3 separate regions of the Zea mays genome follow, and all the other regions are linked to region 2. A link is a contact called in public Hi-C data. All regions are on one chromosome and are shown on one strand. Each heading gives the region's core, a stretch centred on a gene start, on an enhancer-like site or on the middle of the called end of the contact. The rest is flanking DNA. Distances are from core to core; before and after follow the strand shown.

The links. Hi-C and Micro-C count contacts between places; a contact is called where the count stands out from the background.
Region 1: a Hi-C map of ear shows a contact between it and region 2, with 2.9 times the contacts expected there. The contact joins the promoter of LOC103629107 here to the promoter of LOC100037819 in region 2. A contact is called at or near these places in 3 of 25 Hi-C or Micro-C datasets (bundle sheath, ear and tassel).
Region 3: a Hi-C map of ear shows a contact between it and region 2, with 3 times the contacts expected there. The contact joins the enhancer-like site here to the promoter of LOC100037819 in region 2. A contact is called at or near these places in 3 of 25 Hi-C or Micro-C datasets (ear, leaf and tassel).

The regions. Positions count from the first base shown.
Region 1 is chr6:27,978,394-27,981,509 of Zm-B73-REFERENCE-NAM-5.0, reverse strand. LOC103629107 reads right to left here and starts at 1,382. Exons shown (of 4, transcript NM_001301482.2): 1 at 1,344-1,382; 2 at 965-1,208; 3 at 593-876. The coding sequence starts at 1,148.
Region 2 is chr6:27,070,638-27,073,427 of Zm-B73-REFERENCE-NAM-5.0, reverse strand. LOC100037819 (ragged seedling 1) reads left to right here and starts at 1,326. Exons shown (of 6, transcript NM_001112519.1): 1 at 1,326-1,460; 2 at 2,500-2,790. The coding sequence starts at 1,415.
Region 3 is chr6:27,759,294-27,762,521 of Zm-B73-REFERENCE-NAM-5.0, reverse strand. No RefSeq gene overlaps it. Among protein-coding and RNA genes, the nearest start is that of LOC103629107, 220 kb to the left of the region's middle. Within about 2 kb of position 1,826, at least 19 of the 20 cell types and tissues checked have an H3K27ac peak or open chromatin away from gene starts, as enhancers often do. A contact at or near this core is called in ear, leaf and tassel, where this site is marked.

The sequences.
Region 1 (3,116 bases), core at 133-2,632, 910 kb before region 2:
CTACTGCAGACAATTAATAAAAAAATACTCCTTATTGATGAATCTAGTGGCACATGAATGTACTTTGCTGAATAGATTTTATACATGATAAAAGGGGGAGAAAATCATTTTTGATGAATCTAGTGGCACATGCTTGACAGAAAAGATAGGAATTAATACAATATACTACTAGTAGATTTTAATATTCATGAGATATCGATGAACTTGAGAAAGTGCTAGCATATGGAGCATTTATTACACTTCGCTGATACGATCGCATTCGTGGCCACTGGCCAAGAAAAGATTCGAATCCCTGTGCCCTATCTTTCTTCTCCTGCGCTGCGCTGGGCCTGGGCAATGGGCATGCCATATCCACGCACGTTAGCAGCTAGCAGCAGCAGAGCTGCAGTAGTACGTATGCTACACGCATGCACTCAACTGATGCCCCTGTGCACACTATACAGCAGCCGCTAGCTCCTGTCCTACTCTACTCGTAGGCGTAGCCATGCGATGCTTGAGTGAGACTCCCTTCTGCCCTCTCGTCATCATTACAATGTGTCTCTAGTGCTGTACTGTGTGTATTTGGAGTATTGTAGAGAGAAAGGGTACGTACCCTTGTGGAGCTGGGGAGGAAATGGTAGGCGTAGGCGCCCTCGAGGCGGTACTCGTGCATGACCCAGTGCGTCTTCTGTCCCTTGGGGGCGCGGCCGCGGTAGAAGACGAGCGTCTTCTTCATGCCCACCAGCGCGCCGGTGCGGCCGCTGCGGATCTCGCGGTCCTTGCCGGTGGCCTTCCAGTAGCCGGCCACCGTGGCGCGGTTGGTGCGCAGGCCCGTCGGGTACTTGCGGTCGCGGAGGCTGTAGAAGTACCACTCCTTCTCCCCCATCTTCGCCTTGTCTGATCAGATCAGATCACATCACATCACGACAAGCTTAATGTCTATTCAATCGGTGGGTGGTCGATGCAAGCAAAGCAGCTCACTCACCCGGGAGCTCCCATGGCTCGCACTTGTTCAGGTCGATCTCCGCGATGGCGCGGCCGCAGAAGCTGCCGTCCACGGCCTTGCGGAGGAGGTAGTAGGTGATGAGCTCCTCGTCCGTCGGGTGGAACCGGAACCCCGGCGGCAGCTCGCCACCGCCACCGCCGCCGTCCAGGCCGAACCGCTCCATCGTCGTGTTGGCTGCCCCCTCCCGGCCGCCGAACCTGCTACTCTTCACCACAGCAGCTAGCTAGCACCAACAAACAAACAAAACAAAACAACACAACACGATCGAGGACAGGAGCATCCATTATTAATTAATGCAACAGCAAGAGCCAGCAGCCAAAGAAAAGGAATGGAAGCATCAGCAATTGTTTGTACGTACCTGTGGCTGTGGAGTCAAGTGAAGGCCCTTTTTTTGTTTGGGGGATGGAGCTCCGGGCTTCGTTTTATAGCCGGCATTGTGGCATGCGCTCGCCAGGGTCCAGGGACAGACAGACAGACAGGGAGGCGTAGTGCAGTGGCTAGTAGGTAGCAAGAGAGGGTGGGTGGCGAGCCGAGTAAATGGCGGATTCGACCAATCGGGGAGGCAAATCTCAGAGGCAGCCGGCGGACGTGACGTGGCGGAGTGGTGGAGCTTTGCTTCTGTCTGGGGTTTTGTGGAAGGATGGACGGTGGACGCACATCGGATCGGACGGATCAAGGTGCTGGAATTCTTTTATTGTTCATTCATCTCGGATGCGAGTCGGAATAACAAGAATCCAGTACGTTTTTTAGTCTTCAAACATTAAAAGCTAAAATTTGCTCTATGGTGACGGTAACATTTATTTATAATATATTAATATAGCAGCATCTCCATCAAAATAATGCTCCAAAGTTTAAAATACTATATAATTTAAAGTGTTTAGTACATTATAGATAACTTGAGCTTCAACAGTTAAACCTTAAATCATATACTCTAGAAAATAAATTAAACTGTTGGTCAGAAAAAGGTTAAGAATAATGTACAAAACATGGATATGGCAATAATATGATATTTAGTATATTTGGGTACTTTATGGTGTGTCATATATTCTTTTGATAAAAATTTATAAAATAAGGCGAGTTTTTTTTTATGAGTTGAGTTTTCTATTTCAAGATAGGGCACTGATTTAAGTTAATATTGGAGATGCTTAAGGGTTCTCGTAGTAAGCTAAGCAGAATCATGCCACAAGTAACTAACCATGATAACTAAGGAGTAGGGTGAAGCCTGGCCCACTACTCTTCCTGGTCCTTTCCTACTGAGGCAGCATCTCACTCGACCGTCCAACCCAATGCAGGATGGTGGCCAAATCACTCCAGCAACCATGTCATTCAATGAAGTACCTCTAAAATTATGCCACAACCAAGACTGAGTATACTAATACTTAGCTAGATTTACCCGGTGTGAGGAGTCTACTCCTCTACCTCTAGACCATGAAGCTATTTGGGTGAGGGGTTTGGTTTGCCAAAGCACTAGCTGAGTCTGAGTCAAATTTTAGCTTTCAAGTTCTAGAATATTCTTTAGACTAGGTTAGTATTCTTCTAAGCATACATGGTAATAAACATTTATTGCAAGCAACACTTTATATCATGAAACCTAATTTCACTTCTTACTCGATGCAGTAGCATGGATCAAGAAGTCTCATTAGCTGGGAGAAGCAGACGATTCGAATCGAGTTTTAAACCTTGCAAGGTAAACCTAAACACACAACACATAGGGGCACTTTGTCCCCACACACATCAATCGTCCCCATCGATTCCTTGGCAACAGAACAGGGCCTCACTGCCTTGGCATACAATGCTCCAATGACACCAACTACCACCGTGCAGTGGCCGCACTTGTACCTATCATCGCTAGGATGGGAGAGTCCGTCTCAAGGACAAGTGAGGATAAAGTCCGCGGGCAGGTTCACTCAGGTACTGGGCTTACTGATTTACCATATTTCTCGATATGTGTTTAGTACTTTCAAACGCTTTACACACGGTACCACACATTAATCCTTATTCCATTCCCATCTCGTAGACAGGGCAACCCCTAGGGATCCATGTCTATAGACAATCATAATTTCCATTGTCAAGATGATTACAATCAAATTCCTGACCTCGGGCGAGTGCTAGAAAAATCATTTGACTTCTA
Region 2 (2,790 bases), core at 77-2,576:
TCTAACCAATAGAACATCATGCTCAAATATTTTTAATATTGAATATAAATTATATATATATATTTTTTTGTAAAATAAAAAAATATAATCGTGTCGAGCCAGGTCAGTACCACGGGCCGAGGCTACAACCCAATCACGGCACGTCATTCTTGGTTCTTGCAAGCATTAGGTCGTTTTTGAGACTACATTGACGCAATGGACTCAATGATGTTTGAGGTTGTTGAATTGGATGGAGCAACAATAATTTGTCACACTAACAGTAAAATGAAAGGTTATTTGTTGATTTTAAACGTTAGTAATTGTTACGAAGTAGCATAATTTATATGGAGCGCATCCAGTTTTATTGATGCCTGACTTTAGCAATCACTCCATGTTTTAATCTATCTTTTTTATAAGTTTGAGTTCATGTGACTTATTTTAGAAACTTGAGCACACAAACTTTCTCTTATTTGGTCTCTATATGGTGGAATTATGTTATTTTATAATCTCTGTTCGTTCAGTCAGTCGTTGTGAACTCTCTTCTAATCGCTCACTTCATTGACCGTATTGTATTAAGACATATTGGATGGAGTAAACAATAACATCAGTTAGCCAAATCAAAAAATATTATACGGAGAGCGGAAACAATCAATACAAAATCTTGAATTTTTTTGGTGGATAGTTTATATGGACATTATTGTAAACCGTCGCAACGTACGAACAAGCGACTATATATATATATACACGATAAATACGGCCATACATACATAAATGTTATCACGTTACTAAAAGATCTACAAAAATATTAAACGTTAACAAATTCACGTAATTGCTTCATAAAAACACATCACATGGCACAATAGAAAAGGGAAAAAGTGAATATAAAATAGATTTAAACATGCATAATGTTTCCTTGTTGCCTGTTTGCATGTTTTTAATAGATAGTTAGTTCATTACGTGCGATGACCCGTATGTTGTGATCTGCGAGCTACAGTACTTGTGTCAGTTTAGCACCACTTAAAAGAGAGAGATGAGTAGGCTGATGCGCTTAGAAAAATAAATATATTCAAGTGGAGTAGTAAATGATAGCTTATAAAAACAAAAATACCATCGATATTTTCCTGAACCATAAATACAATTCATGTATCCTTTTATATTTACTTCCGCTAACTATTTCGGTTCAGGTATCCTTTTAATTTTCTTTCTTTTTTTGTTTTGGTTTTTTCCCTTGATTATTGGGTAATCAGTAGATACGGTAAACGATATTCGCTTGGTATGAATTTTCCTATCCTATTTTCTCCCTATATGAAGACTCGCCCCGGACCCTGTCCACTCACCACTCACCACAGTCTCCAGTCTCCACTGCATCTAAAAAAAAACGTAAAACCCCCACCACGCCGTAGCGGAGAGAAGAGAAGAGAGGAGCGCGCGATCGATGTCGGGCTCCGGCGATCGTCGCGGCGGCGGTCCTCCGGGTTCCCGTGAGCACCTCCCGCCTCTCCCCCTGTTTTCCCTTGTGGTTCGTGAGTGGACGGATCGTGCAATGCCGGATCGTTTAAGGGGTTTGGGTAGGGTTTAGGGTTGATTTGCGGGGAATTTTCTTTCGAAGATCTGATTCTTTTCGTGCCTGCGGGTTGGTCGCTTGTGTCGCTCGATTTTTTTCGGCGGTTTGTTTCGGTATGACTGGGGTTTTGGAGGACGAGGGGCGAATGCTGCTTCGCGTGGGTGCGGAATCGGTGGGCTTGTTTGAGCGTTCCAGTGGGTTGTCAGCGCTTTGCGCGGATCCGTGGTTTGTGATATTTTTACAATCATTCCGATTTCTGTTCGCGAGTTTAGGTTTTACGTCTTGAACAGGGGTTCAAGTTATGTTGTTGATTTTATATAGTTTTTTTTCGTTGGTCTTAATCAAGTCTGATACTCGTTCAGTTGTCTCCTCATAAGGTTACTTCTTACTTGCATGGTTGCTGGTGTCATTTTTTTTAATAATTGCTGTTCATCTTTTTAGTTTGTGTTCCACTTTATCTCATTCTTTGATAACACACTGAATAACTGAATGATTCTTGACAAAATTATGTTACTGCATTGGTTTGGCATTGTAGATCTGGTAAACTCTGGCTATGTACATTTCATCAAGTGAAAGGCTTGATGTATGTGATTTACTTATGTGGTGGCAGCATGTTATTCCTATTGCAGAGTTGATTTTGTATGCATTTTTTGTGATTGCGATGCATACTTTGAGCCTAGTGAAATTAGCACGGTGGCCACCAATGGTTATCTTAACGGGTATTGGTCCTATGATGACTTGCATGTATCTCTTGACAATTAGATCTGCAGCTAGCTTTTGGTCAATATATTAGCTACCGAGAGAACTTTGATAATTATGAAATTACTATGTTGAATAGGTAAAAAGTAATTAGCATCATTGTGTTTCATAGTGGAGTATGATGTTCATTGCCATTACTAACAGATACATGCTGATATTAATTTATCTGACCCTGCATAATGGTACCCTGCATACAGATAGTGGCTGGGAAACCATGGGGAAGAAGTCGAAGAAACCCGGGCAAGCCGGGGGGAGACAGTGGGCACCATGGAGTTCCACAAATGTGACACCTAACACAGCAAGGCCAGCATGGGGTGGCAGTGGTTCCTCGCACCCTTCTGGAACCAGCTGGGCTCAAGCTCCAGATCATGGTGCTGCTACCAGAGGCAATCCTAGACCGCCATCACAAACATCGCGCCCTGTTCTGGCTCCACCTCTGGCAAATGGTTGGCAGTGGCAATCCAGGCCTCGCCCATCTGGATCTGAAG
Region 3 (3,228 bases), core at 577-3,076, 690 kb before region 2:
TAAATCACGTTTTTGAGGACCTTCGGAGGACGAAGGCCCCCAACAATTACATTCATGTCCCTAGTATTTACTGTTAATCATAAGGCAAGCTATCAAGGACTAAGTAGTCTTTTCTCCTTTAAGTCGGTTTCATCTTGCACCATCGTCATTATATTAAGCCGAAGCTCTTTCAGCCACATCTTCGGCGTCCTTTCATCCTACCTTCAACTCATATCTTCATATCACGCATACCTTCATCTCAAAGCCGAAATCTCCTGTAATAGTCTATGTTATACTGAAAAACATATTAGTCACATTTTTAAAATCCTCGGAAGAAGAAGGCCCCCAACAGTAGTACCGTTAGTTCCTCGCCGAAGTTTAGGGCGGTTTCAACTCCGACGACTCCTCCGGTGAACTTCATCTCCGGTGAGTTCCCTCCTCCGTTTCTTCGTTGAAGTCGTCGTAGCATGCCTCGCTCTCTGACCGTGCGCCGCCATGGCTGCATCGCGCCCTCACCAGTGAGCCACCCGGTCGTTGGTCGTGCAGCCGTGCAGCCCCTGCCCCTTCCATTCTCCATGCTCGTGCACGCGCTGTGGAGAAAGCCAATGCGGCTTGCCATGGCTGAGCCCCTCTCCTCACCCCTCGCTCTCTCCGTGCGATCTCCTCCCCTTGCCGATGTGGCTCGTGGTCGAGCCCTGCTCCGCGCGCTCCCTGCTCTAATCTGCGCACTGCCATGGCAGGAGCTCCAGTAGGCTCCCTACACATGGCCAGCGCACCCCCAGCCTCAGCTCCGGCGAGGGCCGACGCTCTGCTCCAACCGGCGAGCCGCCACTGCCTAGTAAAGTCAGCCCCTGCCTGTGCGTCGACAGGGCCGGGCCTGAGCATGTGCCACCGGTTCGACCGTACAGGGCCCATGAATTTGTGGGGCCCAAAAAAATCCCTAATACCTATAGACCTACCGCTATTGCTCTGCTCTGCTGGTTTGGTTGGCTTTTTCAGACGACGGGCGTGACGGCGTGACCGCGTGAGTCCTTGTTCCCTCCCGTCGTGCGTCGTTCCCAATTCCTGTTCCATGATTACTCCTCCTCACCTCTCAAATCTCAATATCTAGTTTTCTCCTGACCTGTCGTGTCTATATGTTGTTGGACGTTAGCTATTTGGCTCCTCCTCCCAAGTCCCAAGAAGCTAGATCGCTGATCCAGTGATCCTACAAATTTCTATTTCGCCTGCAGGTAATTGCCCAAGACAATCTATTCATTTACTATGTCTACACGTATAGCAATTTATTTTTGTTTTTGTTTACATAATTACATGACATCCTATATATATTCCTTTGTTTATTGAACAGTGCATCAAAGTCATGTCTTCTAGTCGGAATCCAATTAGAAAACATGATTCAGGTTATCAAAAACGTAAGAAGAAACAAAGAATTGAAAAATTAACTCAGTCTATGAAAGGATCTATGGATAGGTTTGTTCAAAAAGAATCACAAGTGGCATCTGCCAATCAGACCCTTGAGCAAGATCCATTATCCTATTGCAATGTGCAAGTATTACAATATTTCTTAAAGAATTATTACAATATTAGTATTAAAAGTTATATTTTCTGTCTAAAGAGAGGCCTTATTTTAGATTTTTGTACGGGGCCACAAATTTTCCCGGCACGGCCCTGTGCGTCGAGCGCCGGCCATTTGCGTTCAGGAAGAAACAACCATCCGTGACTAGAGGAGAGAAATAAGAAACCGTTTCTTCCCCCAAGCGAGATCTCTTCCACGCATGCAGCCATGCAGCACGTGGTGGCAAATTGCTCTCCCTCTCCACCTGTCGCTGCACGATTGGCCCTTGTGATCACATTTCATGTTATCCCATCCCTCATCCCCAAATGACATCCCGAGGACCTCTACGACGATGCTCTCTGTGGCCCTATGTGTGGTCGGATTCCATCCAATAGAATCACGCCATGTCCTTTTAAATTCGTGTTATGTTAACTTTACAATATATGTTGTATTATAAATCCGTTTTATATAGTTCAAATTGTGTTAGATTCATATTAACGTTGTTGACGCATTAATAATAATGTTTCATTATGACACATGTATTAAATAAATAATTAAATGTTTGTTTAACTAATGTTATGAAATTAGCTTTCCAATTAAATCTAATTAATGTATTTTAAGTAGCGCTTTTATAAATATACGTTAGCATACCAACTCAAATATTTTGATTTAATATTTTCTTAGCATAAACGTGATATCAGTTAGTGATTCTCGTGTATCGCGCATGTTGTCTGCGTGCGTTGCGCGCCATAGACAGCACTCTCGCTGTCGCGTTCGTGCGCGTCGTCGCGCTGGCCCCGCGCATCGTCGCCGCTGCCTGCACGCTAATTCACGCAATGTCGCGCGTTGTCCTCGCGTGTGTTATTAAATTGTTTTGCTTATAATCGCTCATGTTAATTAATTAATTAGTCGTTTATCCTTCGGTTATTGAAATAGTAAGTTAGTTAAAACTAAGTAGTAGTCTAAATTTATATTTGATAAATGTTAATTAATATGATTATGTAGAATTAAATGTTCTAACAAATACTTGTTTAGTGTGAACGCGATAACTTCTTGACCGTGGCTCTGGCTGTTACGTTTCTTTTCCTCATGTGACTATAGAAGCGATCTCTATTTCATATTGCCGGTTTTTATAATGTTTTTCTTGTATGGTGTAATGTTCTTATGCTTGTATATGTTTACTTGCTTGTACCTGTTTGTATTGCTACGACTAGCAGTGAGGTCACGAGGATCTGAAGAATCATCCTGGTACCTGGAATCTCAAGTCCCAGGCAAGTTGTGCCCTTGATCACTTTCATTTACCCAATAATGTTCTTTATTATCACTTTTTAATGCACATGTTTAATTTTGATGGGACCCAATAGGTCACCCTAGACTGGTTATCCTTTTTACCTTGTTTATCCCTGAATCATTTGGGTAGTTATGTTATTGCTTTACATGGTTTTTAGTTAATATTTCATTATATCCATGTTCCAATTATTGTGTTATTTTATTTATGTTCATATCAAGATCATTATATTATTTTAATTGGAACATGGAGCTTAACTTGAGAAACACGTGCCACCACAAGGGTGGAATGGAACGCCATTGGCTGACTAATTAGGAAAGCTAGTGGAAGATTACCTTACCCAAAAGGGGCAAGGGCAGTAGGGGAGTTGCATGTAGGGAAGTTCTCAGGTTGATTTTGCTGCGAT